Linked DNA regions of Mus musculus: region 2 is linked to region 1. Evidence: chromatin contacts called from public HiChIP or PLAC-seq data. All regions are on one chromosome and are shown on one strand. The core of a region is the stretch at or near the end of the contact, and the rest is flanking DNA. Distances in the headings are between cores, read along the strand shown.

Evidence for each region. HiChIP or PLAC-seq counts read pairs in DNA pulled down with a chosen protein or histone mark.
Region 2: a contact with region 1 is called in a CTCF HiChIP or PLAC-seq map of the NIH/3T3 cell line, with 5 read pairs. The contact joins two enhancer-like sites. A contact is called at or near these places in 1 of 15 datasets of contacts at CTCF or cohesin (the NIH/3T3 cell line), 1 of 484 Hi-C or Micro-C datasets (embryonic stem cells) and 1 of 115 datasets of contacts at active chromatin or transcription factors (pancreatic cancer cells).

The regions. Positions count from the first base shown.
Region 1 is chr16:33,574,699-33,579,871 of GRCm38.p6, reverse strand. All of the region lies in intron 4 of Slc12a8 (solute carrier family 12 (potassium/chloride transporters), member 8), which reads right to left. Among named protein-coding and RNA genes, the nearest start is that of Slc12a8, 59 kb to the right of the region's middle. Within about 2 kb of position 2,896, at least 58 of the 459 cell types and tissues checked have an H3K27ac peak or open chromatin away from gene starts, as enhancers often do. A contact at or near this core is called in the NIH/3T3 cell line, where this site is marked.
Region 2 is chr16:33,870,198-33,875,370 of GRCm38.p6, reverse strand. The region is part of intron 3 of Itgb5 (integrin beta 5); the gene reads right to left. Among named protein-coding and RNA genes, the nearest start is that of Itgb5, 43 kb to the right of the region's middle. Within about 2 kb of position 3,125, at least 74 of the 459 cell types and tissues checked have an H3K27ac peak or open chromatin away from gene starts, as enhancers often do. A contact at or near this core is called in the NIH/3T3 cell line, where this site is marked.

The DNA.
Region 1 (5,173 bases), core at 1,647-4,146:
GGATGAAGTGGTGGCTAGAAAGCAAGCGTAGCTGGTAACCTACTTGCCTGGCAAACAAGGGGACCTGAGTTCAACACTCCAGAATCCAGATTTTAATAGGCAGAGAGCCAAAGAATTTACTCAGAGGGCAGGAAAACTTATCCTACAGTCATGAGAACAAAATTCCTCCGGCATCCCTGTCACAAGTTGGGTTTCCCTGCAGATAGATGCCTAGAACCTCAGCAATGAGGGTGAGGAGACAGGAGGGTTATAGAGGCTTGCTGGCTTCCAGCCTAGCTGAGAAAATATAAGTTCTGGTGCCAGCAGAGGCCAAGAGAGGGCATCAGATCTCCTGCATCTGGAACTACAGTTGCTCCTGAGTGCTGGGAACCAAACCCAGGTCCAACACAGAGCGGCCAGTGCTTCTAACCACCGAGTCATCCGTCAGCCCCACTAATCACATATGCTTAAAAGTGGGGTGTGGGGACACACGCTTATAATCCTGCCACTGGGGAAACAGAGATGAGCAAACAGATCCCTGGGGCTCCTTGGCCAGTCTTACCTACTTGGTGAGTTCCAGGCCAGTGAGAAACCCTGTCTCGAAAGCACCGTGGACAACACCTGAGGAACAGCAGCTAAGATTGTCCTCTGGCCTCTGCATACACGGACTCATGCATGGATGGACACAGACAGACAGACACACACACACTCACTCACACCATACACAAAGGGATGAAACACTGGACATACTACAACTTAGGTGGTCTTTAAAAACATCACTCCAAGTGAAAGGACAAGTGTCCTAAGAGTCCATTCCTGTGTAACATCCAGCCTGACAAACTCAGAGCCAGACACGGCAGAACAGTTCCTCAGGGCCCGGGGACTCGTTTTCTATTTGAGGTGAGGGAACCTTCAGGAGCCGATGGTGGTGACTGCTGTATATAGTGATGACTGTGGCTAACCCCACTGAATCGCTTACCTAAATATGGTTTAAACATCAACTCACACCTTAGAGATATTTTATCACAATAAAAAAGAAAACCAAAAGAACCCATTTCTTTGCACATGCCCCCTCAGAGATCACAGCCCACAGCCTTGATTTAGACCCAGCTCCCGCCTGCTTTACACATATAGAAATAGGGAATAAAAGCACTTCTTGGTTGAGGCCAGTGGGAAATCAGCTATGAAGCAATAACCTCCCAGACATGGCTATTCCCAGAACAGGGCTGGCTAGAGCCCAGGAGGGAAAGATCAGTGCTAGGCTTGCTGTTATCTATCTGTCCAGTGCAGATACGGACAGAGCCCTGTGTGTTCTTGAGTTTAGGTGGAAGCCTGGGCTCCCTTTGCTGACACCGGGGGGGGGTGGGGGGGGGCTTGGTGTGTCAGCAGTGGAGAGGCAGGCAAGGAGGCTATCAGAAGCAGAGGTTTGGGTGTCTCAGTGTCAGGTGTTCTAAGGAGTCAGGCAAGGAGGCTATCAGAAGCAGAGGTTTGGGTGTCTCAGTGTCAGGTGTTCTAAGGAGTCATACTTGGCCCACATGTTCCCACTTCCAAGACTCTTCTGGTCACCAGGACTTGAGGACTGGGAACAACATTTAACAGTGGTCCCCACAAGCCAGAACTAGCCTTGGGGTAATATGCTATCAACCTAGGTGGCCCTGTGACAGTGGCAGCATGCTGGCTCTACTGCTCTAATCTGTTCCCATGTCCCCTCAGAGGCTGGCAGAGCTCACTGCTCCAGGCACCCATAGCCTTCAAGGCTCATGCAGAGTGAGGTGCTGTCTGGGGTATCTCCTAACAGGAGACACCTCAGGGTCCCTCTTCCTTCTGCATCAATTCCTCGGCTCAGACTGGATGTCATCATCGGGATGTGGTACCTGGAAGCTTTGTTAATGGGGTAGAAAGTGTTGTAATGACAGCCACCGACACAAAGAAACAGAGGAGTAAGGTCTCATCCAGATGGCTTGGATTAAAGTGTCCCCGTGCCTGCCTCACAGTGCAGAGCCTAGTCCCAGGAGCAGCAGGGCCTGAGCACTGTTCAAAGAATGCTCGTGGGTCCGCTCCTTCCTCATCCCTGACCAAGCACACAAGAATTTTCATTTTCACACGGGCCCTAGATCCTGAGACCTGAGAAACACTGTCTTAGCACACAACCCAGTGGCTTCCAGGGGCTTCTCCTTTTAGGATAAGCAGTGATGGCTACAATAACTCTCTGTGGAGCACCTGCTTCATGCCAGGGTCCACACCGGGTCTCACATTGACAGTATCTTACTTCATTCTTTGACAGTCCAGCAGGGCAGCCATTACCACTTGTTTTCAGATATGAGGGAAAAGAGGTTGGTAGGATCTGAGTAGCATGTTGCAGCCAAGCTGGGATTTGCTATGAGGGGCCTAACTCTAAAAGCAGGGCTCAGGACAGTAATTGTGCTGTAACCTTTAGCACCAGGCCAGCAACGACAGCCTCTTGCCAAGCCCCTGTAGGGCCTAAAACTTCACCTGTGTTCCCCCAGGGAGGTGTTCCAGAGGCTTCCTAGGCCTGGCCTGCTGCTGCTGCTAAGCCGGAAGCAGCCTCAGTATCTTCTCAGAACTTGTCCACAAAGAGGAGCGTGCATGGACGCCTGCAGAGTACATGGGGGTCCAGGACTAACATGGATTGGGAGTCGGAACAGTGAGCAGGCCTGAGGACTGCTTCATTATGAGTTCAGAAATCTCAGCACTGGACCCCAGAGTGAGGACACAGGGAAGAAAGCAGGGGTGCACCAGGTCAATCCCCACATTACTGTATAAATTGCAAATTTATGACGACAACCCTAGGAGGAAGCCCGGCTCAGCCAGCTCCACCCGCCATCCTCCACAGGCGCCTGGATCTCCAGTCAACCTTAGACAGCGGCGCTCTGCCTCAGCGACTCGCTGTGACTGCCCACTCTCCGATGTGCAGGATACAGGCATGCCTGGCAGCCCCACCCTCCGTCGTGATGCCTCCACACGCATAGTCAGTGTTCCCAAAGTGCTTTAGCCTCTAAGTGTCGTGATTTGCTCTCCCACCGCCACAGCGGAGCACTCCGCAGACTACTCAATGCCACGGGGCCACCGACCTCGGCCCCTATAGCGAGAGGCACACAAGGCTGGCTGAGCGGGAGCGTGGAGGGTCGCAGGCAGAACATGCTCGCCCATTCCTCGGAGCTCCATCCTTGCTCAGTAATGTTAAAGAACCTCCCAAGCCAGTGATTTCATACACCAGGCATTCGTCCCCAGAACTCTGGCCAGGGAGGCCGGCCAGGGAGGCCGCCTGCCCACAGAGTTGGATCCCACACAAGGGCAGAAACTGGGCAACACTGACTCTCACTTGCTCCGTACCATTGATCGGGCTCCACGGCCTCTTCAGCATGTGGTTCCATTCTCTACCCTTTAGTGCGAACGGCAGCAAGATGAAAACAATCCCGTGGACCCATCTCAGTTGTAGGGTGGGGTTTGGGGCCAGGGAGCTAACATTCCGGCCAGTCACTCTATCAGAACCAAACTCAGGATGAGAGAAAGGAGTGAGACTGAGTAATCCTCCTAGCACTCCTGGCTGCCATTCTGCCCATAGAAAACGGAACAGGAGCCAGACCCATAAAGCAGGACTTCCAGGCACCTAAAGCCCTTTCCACTTCAGAGACATACTAAAAGTCCAACACACTCTTAAAAATAAGAATCTCCCACATACAATGGTATCCCATAGGTGGAACAAACTTGCCTCTGGTTGAAGTTATCAAGAAAGATAGGACATGGGAGGAACTGAGGGCAAAGAAAAAGAACAGAAAAAGGGAGAAATAAAGGAAGACACAGAGAGTCAGGAGGGAGCCAGGAGAGAGGGAGGTGACTCCGAGGGCTGTGGTAATTTGGCTTTGCTGTAAAAATCTCCACCCAGACCCTCGTCTTATCGCTTTCCACTGTTTAATCTTCTAAAAAATTCCTATGTTCTGATCCACAATCTTTCTCCCTTTAGGGCCAAGGATGCCTCTGGGAATCTGGCGGCAGTCCTGAACTCCCTCCCAGAAAAGTACACTTATCCACTTCTCGAAATTTCAGGAGCTCTTGGACTCGAATGCTAGGAGCTAGGATCACCACTGTCATTGGGAAACTCATAAGAGCCCCAATAAAAGTGTTAAAATGAAACTAAATCAGATTAAACTAAGGGTGGGAGAGGTGATGTGGTGGTGCACGCTGGAATGTCAGCGCTTGCGAGGCTGGGGTAGGGGGATCTCTACAAGTTCAAAGCTGGTCTGGTCTACAGAGCAAATCTCAGAATAGTAAGGTCATATCTCTGTTCCCTACCTTCTGAAAGGGGGGATGGGATGTGGCTTTAGGGAGAACACTGGCTGCACTTGAGAGTATTTGGGGCCCAAGCACTTCTCCCTAGGGAAGACCTTACCAGGCAAACTAGAAGCAAGACCCAGGGCCACTCATGTGCACGGATTGTTATTATGCAGTAAAAGGCCTGCCTTTGACACAGGCAGCACTACCCACCTGTTCAGACTCGGAATTCTCTCTTTACAGGTTCGTGGAATTGTTAAATAACAATAGTTCCAAAATCGAACTGTGCTTAAGAATCACCAGTATGTTTGTGTAAAATGCAGATTTCAACTCAAATTTTGAGTCTATTCCAGTGAGTCTTCGGGTGATTGGATGCAGGCATTCTGCAGACCCAACGGAGACGCACTGTCCTTGCAGAAATTCAGAATAAACCTTGGGAGGCTGGGCCAGTTAGCGGATTCCTGCTGCCCCTAATGGGGCAGGACTAGGCATGTGTGCCATGGTACATAAGACTAGCTTTGGCTCCTGCATCTAGAAGGTTCCTTGCAGGGAAAAAGGTGGAGTGCCACAGGGACTTTTAAGGCGACACTTCTCAGATCTGGTTGTACACAAAGGACAACGATATAGGCGTGAAAATGGCATAAGGAACCTGCTACTTTGTATGCTCATAGGAAATTTAAAAAACAACAACAACAACAACAACAAAGATTCACCAGGAATACTTCTCATAATCCAAATTTCTAGGTCAAAGGCTCTTAGGGAATCTACACAGACACATACAGACATGAACATGCACATACAGACAAACACATACACACACACATATGCGTGCACACACACATTTGACTATTGATTCTGACACTGAGGCAGGTTTCAGGACTTGCAGAGCTTGGTGGCTCAC
Region 2 (5,173 bases), core at 1,876-4,375, 300 kb before region 1:
CAAGGTGTGCAACAGAAAGCAAAGGTAGTAACAAGAAGAGCTGGCCATGAGTAAGAACTGGGGAGGGGGTGTAAATGTCAAGGCAGGGCAGGTAACAGAGGAGGTAGCAGAGACAGTAATTTGGGGCTGGGAGACAGTTCGGTGAGTAAGAACACTTGCTGTGCAGACATTATGACTTGAGTTCAAATCCCCAGTACCTACATAAAAACACAGGTGCAGCCTAGTGTGTTTATAACACCAGCATTGTGGGAGGCAGAGACAAGAAGATCACTGAAGTTCGCTGAGCTCTAGTCCAGCTTCAGGTCCAGTGATAGGACTCTTGCTTTATCTGCATGTGCACACACACGCACGTGCACACACACACACACACACACACACACACACACACACACACACACACACACACTACAGACCTGAGAATAGAAAGGAGATGTAGGAAGAAAGGGTCCAATGGAAGGGCCTAAAAGAAGGCAATGGGTGGGGCTGAAATTACCAACACTCATTAAATAGAGTTATAAAAGTGCTATATTCACTCCAGTAGTGACAAGCGCGACAGGCCCCGAAAACCTGGGCCCTGTCCCAAGGCAAAAAGCTCACAGAAACTTAGTCTCCTGGAATTGTGGCATTCTGTATAATGAATGCTCCAATGTCCTTGCTTTAGTTGGTAAACGGATCTGTGTGCTTTCCCTTAATATTGCTTTATTATAAGTGCCTCTATTTGACATATAGCTGTTAGATTCTAGGCAGTCCTTGATCGGATCCCGGGCATGGATAGCTAACTTACTGCCCTACACAGGAATTTACCATTATTTAGGAAGAAGGACGTTTGTGATCTAAGGAGGAACCAGAGTAGATACTTAGAACTATAAATAACTGCGTTATATAAAAGAAGCTGGGTGGTGGCGGCGCACGCCTTTAATCCCAGTGCTCGGGAGGCAGATGCAGGTGGATTTCTGAGTCCGAGGCCAGTCTGGTCTACAAAGTGAGTTCCAGGACAGCCAGGGCTGCACAGAGAAACCCTGTCTCAAAAAACAAAACAAAACAAAACAAAACAAAAAACAAAAAAAAAGTGTCAAAGAATATATACATTCTACGTATGGGACATATACTATATTTACCATTAAAAAAAGAAAGGCGGGAAGAGAAAAGACACTCCAAATTGTGACCAAATATAAAAAGGATGAAAGGGATTTAACTTCTATAGTAAGACAGCCAGCAGGTGGGGGCGGGGGGGGGAGTTTAATTAAAGGGAGGGGCAAGGGGACCTGCTAGCTGACCCACCCCCAGGGTTTGGAGAGTAACTGAGAGATAGAAATCCCTAAATTATGCCATCATTTCAAACCACAAATCACTTAGAACTGACTTCAAAGTTCAGCTCTCACCAGGTAACAGTTTGCTGGCTGGTTGGGGCTGCCAGGTGTCCTATTTGGCCTGGGGCAAAACAGCTCTTGAGCATTTGAAATTTGGGTATACTTTTCATGTACTTAGAGATGCAAGAACCAGAGTGCCCTCACCACCACTCAAGGGGTCCACACTTGGTTGGTCAGGACCACAGCTCAGAGAAGCCCCCTGTCTCCTGTATGGCCAGCTGCTCCTCCATAAGCAAAGTCCTGGCTCTATAAATAAGACACAGAACCCAATCCTCCGTGCTCCCTCTCCTCCTCCTCCTCCTCCTCTTCCTCCTCTTCCTCCTCTTCCTCCTCCTCCTCCTGGAAACAAGCCAGACCAGGGGTGCAACCTGGACCTAGGTTCACTTAAGTATGAAATGAAACAGTGGTGTTCATCTAAGAGGCTGGAATGCACTCCTGGGGCACAGCAGGGCTCTAGATCAACAAAAGCTTGCACTACGGAAGTACAAGGAGTACAACAATTATCTGCAGTCGGGTGGCAAGCCTCAGTTCCTGACTTGTTTTTGCACGCATTGTTCCAGCTACCTCGAGCCTGTTGTAGTTTGGGTCACCCGTCGGTGTGAGCCTATTTTTAAAAACCACCAGAGTCTGACTCAGACAGAAGAATATTTGAGATTTCATCCAGAATGAATTCCGAACTGCTCTAGTGTGTCTCTGGCTCCAATCTGGCAGACACAACAAACAGGTCCTTCCATGGGACTCCTTGGATGGATGCTTATCGTGGTAGGGGAGAGGTGGGAAGAAGGAAAGAAACTTGGAAAAGGAGGGGTTACTCCTACCCTGTGTGCACCCTACTTTGGCCTTTGCATGAGAAGGCAGACCCCAGAGGGACAGAGCCTCTTCTGTCCAAATCCATGTCCTCTTCACAGGGTCTTCTGCGCCTCCTGACACCGACCTGCCCACCCATCCAAGTCTCCGACTCTTCCTTCTTCTATGCAGAATGTAGTACTATCTCAGTGAGGTTTGCTAATAATGAAGAGATAAGAGCAGTGACTTGGATCCAGGGAAACTGAGCGGCAATCTCAGTCAGGAACAGAGCAGCAGCAGGCTTGGAAGCGAGAGATTCAGATTTAAACTCAGGCCTGGTCACCAAGAGCTCGGCAGACCCCCAGCTCCTTTCAAGCTATGTGGCTTAGTTTCTGCTTCAGTGAAGTAAGAAGGCATAATTACAGTGGGATCAGAACCCATAATGTACATAACTATCCATGCTCTCAAGCAAGGAAATCTGGTTCTAATGCTTCAAAGGTTAAAAATTAAAAGTAATTTCAAATGAAAGCAATTCATGTGGGGAATTTAAAAAAAAAGATAGAAAATTCTTGCAGAAACTCCTGCTTAACTGGGCTAGGGCTTTAGGCATTCAGATTTAACTCCAGATCTTCCAGACACGGAAGGCAAAGAAGGAAGTGCGGTACAATACACAGGTACCTCCGCTCTGTACTAGGAAGTGGGCAATGTCCGGACATTACATTCTAAGAGAATCGGCTCACCGAGAAGGTGCGCACATACACCTCTTCCCGTGGGGAAGTGGTAAATATTGAAGGGAGGAGCTTTTCTCCCAGGTCTCCAGAAAGGTAAGTTGTGAGAAGGCACGCAGGCCCAGACCTGCCAAGCACCAGTCATTACGTGTGAGCCTTTACAACGTCACACCCTCCTACGTGGGATCACCACGGAATGCCTTGTGTCAGCAGTTCCTGTGTGGATGGACAGGACACCAGCAGCCCAGCAAGGGTGGCCTCCCTGATGTGCCGGTCGACAGGGAGGTGGGTGGCGCCACGGTCGTATGTGGAGCATGTTTTGCCAGGTCTGGGCGCCTTTCCCATCTCTGGGTGTGACTTTGTTTAGGCACACTCCTCTCCCTTCTATGTTTTCCCAGAGAGCTGCTGTCTTACACTGCCTGAGACTCTAAGGAAGGCCTACGCAGGGCCTCACTTATCCACCTCACTTTCACCAACAGGGTTGGTATGTGCCTGCCTCTGGTGACAACATCCCCGAGCCACATGCCTGGATTTGTCGTGTCCCCCCCCCATCTTCCCACCTCTCCCCACACCCCCTCAGACCCCCACACAGTCTCCATCTCTACCTGGAGCTATTCCACATAATCCCCACCTCAGGACCAGCAGTAGGATCAGAGAAGTGCAATAAAGTTAACTACAAAAAGAAGCTGATCACCTGCACCTGAGAGAATGGAATTTACCCCCCTCCTGCCACCCCCCACCTCCCCTTCCCGCCTCCAGCCCAGCAACCCCTCTCCTGCCCTGTTTCCCTGATTTCAAAGCACCCAGCACTGCCTGTGTTTAGCACAGGGTTCCTGCCAGGGCTCTGCTCATAAGTACAGGGTCTCCCTCTGCAATCAAGTACTAACTAGTCTCTGGGCCCGGAAGGTACTTTTAACACTTTCTCTTCTCTGCCTTCCCTTTAATAAGAAAGCTCCACTTTTGTCCTTCGGGACAGGCATCGCTAGGCACCCACTGCCAGACTGAGAACTCCCACACTGGCTGTTCACAAGTTAAGACAGGCCATCTGCCATCTTCAAATAAATGAGTGAGGGGTGTGTGTGCATGTGCGCGTGCATCCAACATGCATCGGATCCATCTTGTTTACTGACAGGGTCTCTCTTGTTTCTGCAGCTTTGCCCTTATACTCCTGGCTGCTGACCAGCAAACTTAAGCGATTATCCTGTCTCCCCCTTCCCATCTCAGCATGCTAAGGTTACGTAAGTGCATCACCTGGTCTCGCTCTTTATATGGTTTTCAGGGATATCAGATCATCAGTAAAAGTTGCCCTCTGGCTGAGCTTGGTGATGCAACGTCTTTAATCCCACCACTTGGGAGGCAAAGGCGGGTGGATTTCTGTAGGATCCAGGCCAGCCTGGTCTATACACTGAGTTCCAGGACAGCCACAGCTACATAGACTCTGGTTCAAAAGAAGAAAAAGGTATCCTCTGGCCTCCATACATACACCATGGCACGTATGTGACACAACACATATACACACACATACTAAAAAGAAATATGTAAGAACTAAAAGATTACATGAATAACTCAAATAAACCTTTTGAGTATCCCAGAGCTTGAAAACTACCTCTTTCCTGCTTTTGCTTATCTCAGTAAATTTTGCTTAAAATGCATATCCTAAAAATTTCATGCCTTTTGTTAAGGTTTTTTGTTTTTTTTTTTAATTCTTATCCTGACATACAATTTCCAGTGTTGAAATAAAATGGAAAACATGATCCTTATATTTATACAAAACCCTGCTTAAAGTTTGGCAGTTCTTCAGAAAGTTAAATACAGAATTACCATACAATCCAGCAATTCCACTCCTTGCTATAGACCCAAAATTATTGAAAACATATGGCCCCCAAAAATGCCTGCACATGAATGTTGAGTATTACCCAGTGGAAATAGTCTGTCCATCAAGTAAAGTGGAGCTAAAGACTGAGTATCATTTGGCCACAAAAAGGGCAAAGTAACAGGGCGTGGCCTACGGGGTGGGGCTGGGGGTGGGGGTGGGGTTAAGGCAGGAGAGTCACAGACTCCAGGTCAGGTCCAGCTACACAGTGATGCCCTGGTTCAAGACAACCAGGAAGGAGCACGCTTTACAGTGTGGAGGGATTAAGGCTCCCATGTTATATAACCAGAAGTGTCCAGGGAAGGCAACAGCAAAGTAAAACTGCTTGAGAAGGTAAAGGGGCAGTTAGGTCAAACTGCTGCTGTGACAACAGCTGTAATGACACAGCAGTGATGGTTACATAGCTTAGAACCAGT